2 separate regions of the Capra hircus genome follow, and region 2 is linked to region 1. A link is a contact called in public Hi-C data. All regions are on one chromosome and are shown on one strand. Each heading gives the region's core, a stretch centred on a gene start, on an enhancer-like site or on the middle of the called end of the contact. The rest is flanking DNA. Distances are from core to core; before and after follow the strand shown. Region 1 overlaps SGK1 (serine/threonine-protein kinase Sgk1). Region 2 has its middle 260 kb from the start of TRNAC-GCA.

The links. Hi-C and Micro-C count contacts between places; a contact is called where the count stands out from the background.
Region 2: a contact with region 1 is called in a Hi-C map of blood, with 3 times the contacts expected there. The contact joins two enhancer-like sites. A contact is called at or near these places in 3 of 5 Hi-C or Micro-C datasets (blood and liver).

The regions. Positions count from the first base shown.
Region 1 is chr9:59,392,718-59,396,587 of ARS1.2, forward strand. SGK1 (serine/threonine-protein kinase Sgk1) reads right to left here. Exons shown (of 14, transcript XM_005684782.3): 10 at 3,679-3,802; 11 at 3,143-3,238; 12 at 2,526-2,681; 13 at 2,347-2,436; 14 at 754-1,945. The coding sequence ends at 1,778. Among named protein-coding and RNA genes, the nearest start is that of SLC2A12, 85 kb to the left of the region's middle. Within about 2 kb of position 1,549, at least 3 of the 5 cell types and tissues checked have an H3K27ac peak or open chromatin away from gene starts, as enhancers often do.
Region 2 is chr9:59,808,058-59,812,024 of ARS1.2, forward strand. No RefSeq gene overlaps it. Among named protein-coding and RNA genes, the nearest start is that of TRNAC-GCA, 260 kb to the left of the region's middle. Within about 2 kb of position 2,479, at least 1 of the 5 cell types and tissues checked has an H3K27ac peak or open chromatin away from gene starts, as enhancers often do.

The sequences.
Region 1 (3,870 bases), core at 299-2,798:
GGAATAGTTGGCCCAGTGAAGGCACTCAAGTATTTGTTAAAGAATTACCTGTTACTTCAGACAAGACAAAGGTCGAGACAAACAGCCAACTTCACAGGGCAGGCAATAAACATAGGGAACATTACTTCATGACTGTCCTTGAGGCAGTTAACTGGACAAGGATTTGTTTGGATGGATTTGTGGATAATGACTGACATCATAGAATGCTGGTAAAGCCCTCAGATAGAAATTGGCTTTAGGGAATTCTCTGGTGGTCCAGCGGTTAGGACTCAAGAGCTTTTACTACCAGGGGCACGGGTTTAATCCCTAGTTAGGGAACTAAGATTCTGCAAACCGCACAGTGTGGCCTGAAAAAAAAAAAAAAAGACTTTAAGACTGCCCTATCGAAAATCCCATGGACGGAGGAGCCTGGTAGGCTGCAGTCCGTGGGGTCGCTAAGAGTCGGACAAGACTGAGCGACTTCACTTTCACTTTTCACTTTCATGCATTGGAGAAGGAAATGGCAACCCACTCCAGTGTTCTTGCCTGGAGAATCCCAGGGACAGGGGAGCCTGGTGGGCTGCCGTCTATGGGGTCGCACAGAGTCGAACACGACTGAAGTGACTTGACTGATTCTCTTCTGGAGTCAGAGATTGATGCTTCTGGAGGAGCAAGCCACTGTCAATCACAGCAGCATTACCATGGTTTTTGATTTTAAATGGATCTACTATTGTTCCCTTAACTGAAATATATAAAATAACGCACATGACACAATTTCTGTAAATATTTTTCAAGGTTTTATTGCAAACCAAAGTTGGTTTATCACACACACAAAAAGGTGTGTGGTAGGGAGGGGAGAAAGAATTGTACATATTATAACCATGTTAATTACAGTACATTAAAATGGTGGTTTACATTACAAATAAGCCTGTAAGTTTAAATATACTAGTGTTATAACCCAATGTACAGACTTTCTTTATACAATACATACAATTATCAGGAATGCAAAAAAAAAAAAAACCACAACATAAATAATGCCCATTTTATAGGTGACATTTTAAACAATGAAAACACCAGGCTCTGACTGACAACTGGGGCATTGGTCCATAAAAACCCTTTCTAAAAATAGAAATATTTGTAGCAGCAATGCTTTCTTTAAGCATCTGGATACAAGTCATTGCAAGACCATTTTCAATAAATTTTAGTTATTAACTGTATCTTACAAAAAAACAGTCTACACATAAATTTATCTTCCAAATATGGAAGAAACAAACAATGTCCCACATTGTAGTGTCCTGCAAGCGTCACATTGATGCATATAACTGAGTCCTTCTGTGAGCAAGCATACCACACTCACACGGCGGATCACACAGGGAGTCCACAGGGAGAAACAGAGAACGAGAACACTCAGCAACAGGAAAAGCTTTGGAGCTAACACGATCTCATCAGAAAAGGCACATTTCATAAGATTCGTTATCGTGGCCCGGACAGACCTCCAGAAGCTCCTTCTCAGACCAGCAGCCGCCTGCCAATGAGACCACTGCATCTGTCTCGGGCGGCCCTCTGCTGCTCATTTCAGAGATAGCACCACATTGGAAGGAAGAATAAAGAGGAAAATCTCACAAGCTCACTGAGGAGGATGTGCTCTTCGAAAAGCTTCCAGCAAACTGTGCAATAAGACTGCCAAGATGTGCAAGCTTCCAGGGATGTGCAAATTCTCTTTTACGATGTCCTGTCAGCTGGCAGCTCTGCCAAAAGGTTAACTAAAAAAATCCTTTGCAACCAACCCTAAGACCGTTCAGAGGAAAGAGTCCATGGGAGGTGCATAGGAAAAGCCCAGGAAGGCCTCAGCCGCTTCCTTGACGCTGGCTGTGAGGAGGAGGCTGTCCGGGGACCGGCCGATGGAGTTGGGGACCGGCTCTTCGGTGAATTCAGGATCAAAGTGCCGCAGGTCGCTGGGTCCGCTCTGTTGCAGGAAGAGGAAAACAAAACAAAACAAAACATGCTCCATGTCAAGAATTCACAGGGAAGACAAGGCAGGGAAATTCTTGTGCAAGCTTTAGGTGCTATATAGGGACCATCACAAACCATTTCAAGCACAAAACCCACCGGGCATGTAAAGTTTAAACTATGAAGGTCATGTTTTCTTTCTGTCTTTCACTACTTTAATTCATAAATGTGTTGAAAAATTATGTGACCTTCATTGAGATAGGAGTTCTACTTTTTCTGTGGGTAAAATAATGGTTTATGAATAAAATATCTGCCAATTTATTCCTTGGGGGGTCCCCCACCCCCACCAGTGCCATCAACTCTGACTTAAAAAGAGAAGCCCATGGGTTTCCATACATGCCCAAGAGAGCTACTCACCACATTTGGGTTAAAAGGGGGAGTAATCTTCTTATTAATGAGATCTTCCCAGTTAATTAGGGAGAAGAAGACATGATTCTTAATCTCCATCTGTTGAGAAAGAAACATGAATTTAGATACCTGAAATTCAGGAAGGGCAGTGGGGTCTAGTGCTCTACCCAGACAGAAACGTGACTCACAAAGTCATCCTTGGCACCCAGCCTCTTTGTTCTGTCCTTCTGCAGGAGGCCTTCCAGGACGTGTCTTGCAGAGTTTGTAATATTTGGCTTCAGCTGGAGGGGCTTGTTCAGAATGTTGTCGTACATCTCAGCTGTGTTTCGGCTATAAAAGGGAGGCTGAAAGAAGGGGGAGGATTACTTACTAGTCAACTGGAAGTTCTGGAGAGCACTCATTACCAATCAAGACTCAGACTGTAATGCATGAAGCTGGATTTGACAAAGTCTATCACTTGATAGGTTTTCTTTGCCCTGGATTTTTCAGTGACTATATTTTGCCACCCTGATGGGAGGCGGGGGTAGATGCTAATAAGCCATGTTTTTCACTCTCACATATGTTAAGTGTGGTCAAACCTAGCAAAGTGTGAACTTACAAAAGAAAAATCTACTAGGTAAGGGTTTATCTTAAGGCACCTATAATTTAACCAATATGCCTGTCACATCAGCATTTGTTAAGCTTACTGATAAAGAGAGAGACATGATGATCAAGTCTGCAAAGGGGTTTGTGTGCCCAGATGAATCTAGAGGGAGAAATGTATCAACCCAGGGCAATATTCCCCGATTCTCAATGGGCTACTCACCAGGCCATACAGCATCTCATATAAGACGGCCCCCAGGCACCACCAGTCCACGGTTCTATCATAGGGCTGCTTATGAAGCACCTCAGGCGCCAGATACTGAAAGACCAGGAAAAGAAGAGTTCAGAGCCCGTGAAACCAGGCACTGCCAAGACCAGGGGTGCGCTTTCAAAGGGCTGAGACACGCTGGGTCTACTTGGAGGATATATTTCTCTAGACTACGTCCTGATAAAATCGATGCCTTTGAGGCTGACTGTCCACTTATAGTCCTGATATTTAGAAAGCTAGTGGGTACCCCTCAGCTATCTTGAGAATTTAGAAACCTTCTATGACCATGGATCTTATCAACAGGCTCATTTTAACTAAAGCAACATGAGGCTTTGGAATTTCTCATGCCTCCAAGAGTAAATGCATTTTACTTGCACTGAACTGGACTAGAACACTTTTAAGAATACTCTTTCAGTAGTTAAAGGCACTAGTGCAATGATCTCTTCCTGGAGGAGTGGGTAGACCAGGCACCAAATCAAGAGTGTGCCTACCTCGGGCGTGCCGCAGAAGGTGGATGTCGTGCCATTGTGTTCAATGTTCTCCTTGCAGAGTCCAAAGTCAGTAAGGACAATGTGTCCTTGTGAATCTAGCAAAATATTCTCTGGTTTTAAGTCTCTGTTAAAAGAAAAAAAAAAGTAGTCACATAAATTAATTTCACTGTATGAGTAATTCTCTGTAAAGAT
Region 2 (3,967 bases), core at 1,229-3,728, 420 kb after region 1:
AGAAAATTGGTTGGATCCAAACAACACAGTATATTTACTGGAGGACCTGGATGGGGAAAGGGATTGGGGCAGCAAGGTGTGGTCATTATTATTCCACTGACCTGAAATCTAGCTAAGGGGTGAAAGGCTTAAACAGCAAAAGTCATACGGACTCATTATTTTAATAGCACATCAGTTTCTTGTTCATCTAATTTTCAACAAATATTTATTGAAAACTGGCAATAGACTAAGTTTGGCGGATACAGCCAAGAATAAAAAGAAACTCTTGGTCTCTTAGATTTTTCATTTCAGGGCAGGGGGCTCATAATGGATGGAAGGAGAGATGATATGCAAGGAAATAAACAAACAGGATGACTTATAAACACTCATAAATATCCCAGTAATGATAAATGAGAGTAGTATGGTAGAGAGTGGCTGGAGGCAGTGGGTTATCCTAGGTCTGTGTGGTCCAGTACCAGTAGCCACCAGTTGCAACGTGGTTGGTCTAAATGTCCTGAAGAAACATGCCAGATTTCAAGCACCTAGAATGAGAAAAAAGAATGCAAACTATCTTATTAGTGTTGAAATGACAATATGTTACCTATATGGGATTACTTTATGCGAAGAGTTGACTCATTGGAAAAGACTCTGATGCTGGGAGGGATTGGGGGTAGGAGGAGAAGGGGATGACAGAGGATGAGATGGCTGGATGGCATCACTGATTCGATGGACGTGAGTCTGAGTGAACTCCAGGAGTTGGTGATGGACAGGGAGGCCTGGCGTGCTGCAATTCATGGGGTCGCAAAGAGTTGGACACGACTGAGCAACTGAACTGAACTGAACGGGGTTAAATTAAAGTAGCATTAAAATTTATTTTATCTTTTTTTATTATTTTTTTTTATGTAGCTACTAGGAGATGTACAATTATATGTCTGACTCACATTGTCTCACCTGATGTGTCTACTGGACAGTCTCGTGTGAACAGAGTGGGCAGGGAAGACTGCCTGAGGAGATGATAATATATGTAGGGGGTGACAGGCCATATAATTGTCTGATGAGGGCAAAGGGAACTGTAGAGAATCTGAGGTGGGAACCAGGATGATGAGTTAGAAAAGAAAGCCAGAAAGCCAGCTTGCCTGGAGAGAAGAGTGGATGGGCGATGCTAGGCTCCTGAGACTAAGGCTTGCTTACACAGGGCCTTGTAGACTAGAGGAAGAAGTTAGAACTTTATAGAAAACATAAATCTTCTATAAAATATGGGAGCAGATTTGCTTCTGTGCAATTTTCCAGGCACAGCTCCAAAATATCAACATTCAGTATAAATGCTGGCTTAAAACATGCAAAGAATCCCACTCGGCTCAGAATATCTCTATGCTAATAGAGGCTTGCATGGGGATATGCATTTATTAAACTTGTCTACTTTCGCATAGTAACTATGATGTTTATATATAAACTCTTTATGAGGAGGAGGAACACAGGTGGACAGAGAACGAACTCATCTAGATTAAATGAAAATCTCAGCTTCATCTTCTACTTTACTCAAGTTCAAACTCTGATTGTATATGTAATAGCAGCAGGCAGATAAACTCAAGTTTATCCAGAAAGTACAAAGTGCAGGTTGAGAGACAAACACTGAATATTTCCTTCACTATACATGAGTGTGTAGATAGAAGGTTTGTAGATAGATCCATTTATGCCATATTTTAGATTCTACATATATGACCCTAACCATTTTTATTTTGATACCTCATTTAGAAGATAGTCCTAGGCACCAAGTCAGGGCTCATTGCTTAGTAAGACTAGCAGTGAGGCTTTTCATTACTGAGCTTATGATACTTTCTGGTTATTTTCTCTATAGTCTTTTTTATTATTTTTTTAAACTTATTGATTTTTCTCTACAGTCTTATACTGGAAATAAGCAATGAGTGTGACTTTCCTTTGACAGATGGAGGAAATGAGCAAGGGCAAATCTGGAGCTCTGGAACCATGTCACTCTGACAAGACTGGGTCACCTCCAGAGCAGCAGTGGAAGGAAACCTCCAGAACTCTAGGCCTCGGGGCAGTTTCCACAACTGGGCTTTTTTTTTTCCCCACTGGGCTACTCCCAGGAAGAGGAAAATAAACTGAATATGTCCATCCTTCCCCTAGCCCTACCCCTGGGGGAGTGGTTATTTAAAAAAGTAGTGAATCATCTTAATGATCAAATATTTCAGATGTATTTTGAAGTTTATATAATGAATGTATTGCCATAAAAGCAAAAATTTAAGTTTCACAAGTGAAGTGGAAACATGTTTGTTCTCAATTATGAAAGGGAAACTTATATCCATAATTATCAGGTAACTCTCACACAATAAAACACAAAAAAAGAACATGTCCTAACTAGGGCTAAGTGTTCACGAAATTAAAAAGAAATGAGCCCAAGTGCTCAAATTATCCACGGGCAGCGTCAAGGTTGATGCTTAGCCAAAACACATTAAACCCCGCCAGCTGACAGCAGTAAGAAATCTCTAAATCCTGGGCTGGTCTGAGCCACTCTTATTGTGGTTCCTGAGAGAGGTATGTGTACAAGGAAAAAGGACAAGTGAAAAATAAAAACACATATTTAATATTAGTTGCAAGAGATCCTTGTATCCCAGTAATAGACTCTCTGGCCAGCTGACCTGGAGCCCGTGTGTAGGCCCAAGCCTGCCATCAGCCCAGCTTCACTTCTAATTCCCAGACTTTCCACAGGCTGACAGCAGAATCTGAAGAGATGAGCTCTGAGCACTGAAAACTATTCTACATTAAGAGAGGAGGCAAATGACTGGGCCTGCACTTTTTTTTTTTTAAGTCTTTATTGAATTTGTTAACAATACTGTTTCTAGTTTATGTTTTGGTTTTTTGGCTGTGAGACACTTGGGATCTTAGCTTGCCAACCAAGGATGGAACCTGCACCCCCTGCATTGGAAGGCGAAGTCTTAACCACTGGACCAGGGGACCCTCTGGGCCTGCACTTTTGAAGCAGTGATCCTGCCAGACAATTGGCACAGCCCCATCTGCATCTTTGAATTCCATAGATTTATTTACTACTCCTCCCTCCTGGGACCTGAGGGTTCTTGAGCTAGCAGTGACCTCAATAGGGGAAAAACTAAAATGGAAATTAAGGATAGGTGGTTATAATCTAACAAATTTAAGGAAAAAAATGTAAATGCAATAAAAAAAGAACGTGCATAAATGTATAATGGAATGGTATACAGTAGAAACCAATGCCACATTGTAAAACAACTGTACTTCAGTTTGAAAAAATACAATTTTGAAAATGTGCATGCATATAGTCATCACCATTACTAAGCACAAACTCTGAAAAGTAAGTTTTATGAAGCCTATTTAAAATGAAATCAAATTGAGGTTCACAGTAATTAAGCCACTTGCCAGGGCCAAAAGATAGCCTGGTGGTATGTGTTCTGGAGAAGGCAATGGCAACCCACTCCAGTACTCTTGCCTGGAAAATCCCATGGATGGATGAGCCTGGTAGGCTGCAGTCCATCGGGTCATGAAGTTCACTTCAGTTGTGTCCAACTCTTTGCAACCCTATGGACTGTAACCTGCCAGGCTCCTCTGTTCATGGGATTCTCCAGGCAAGAATATTGGAGTGGGTAACCATGCCCCGCTCCAGGGGATTTTCCCGACCCAGGGATTGAACCTGTGTCTCCTGTATTTCCTGCGTTGCAGGCGGATTCTTTACCCACTGAGCCACCTGAGAAGCCCCAGCCTAGAGGAGGAGCAGCTATCTGAGCCCAGGTCTGTGCTGCTCTTTTCTGCCACACTGAGCATGGACATACATCTGTGAATGGAAATAAGAGCAGAACACTATCACCAACATTAGTGTCATGAAAGCACTAACGGAATTTTCAAATAGGAAATTGTTCAGTACATTACGTGTTATCCATTATTGCTATTGATGTAAATCGCATTCATTACACTTACAAGGCATAAATAAATAGACAAT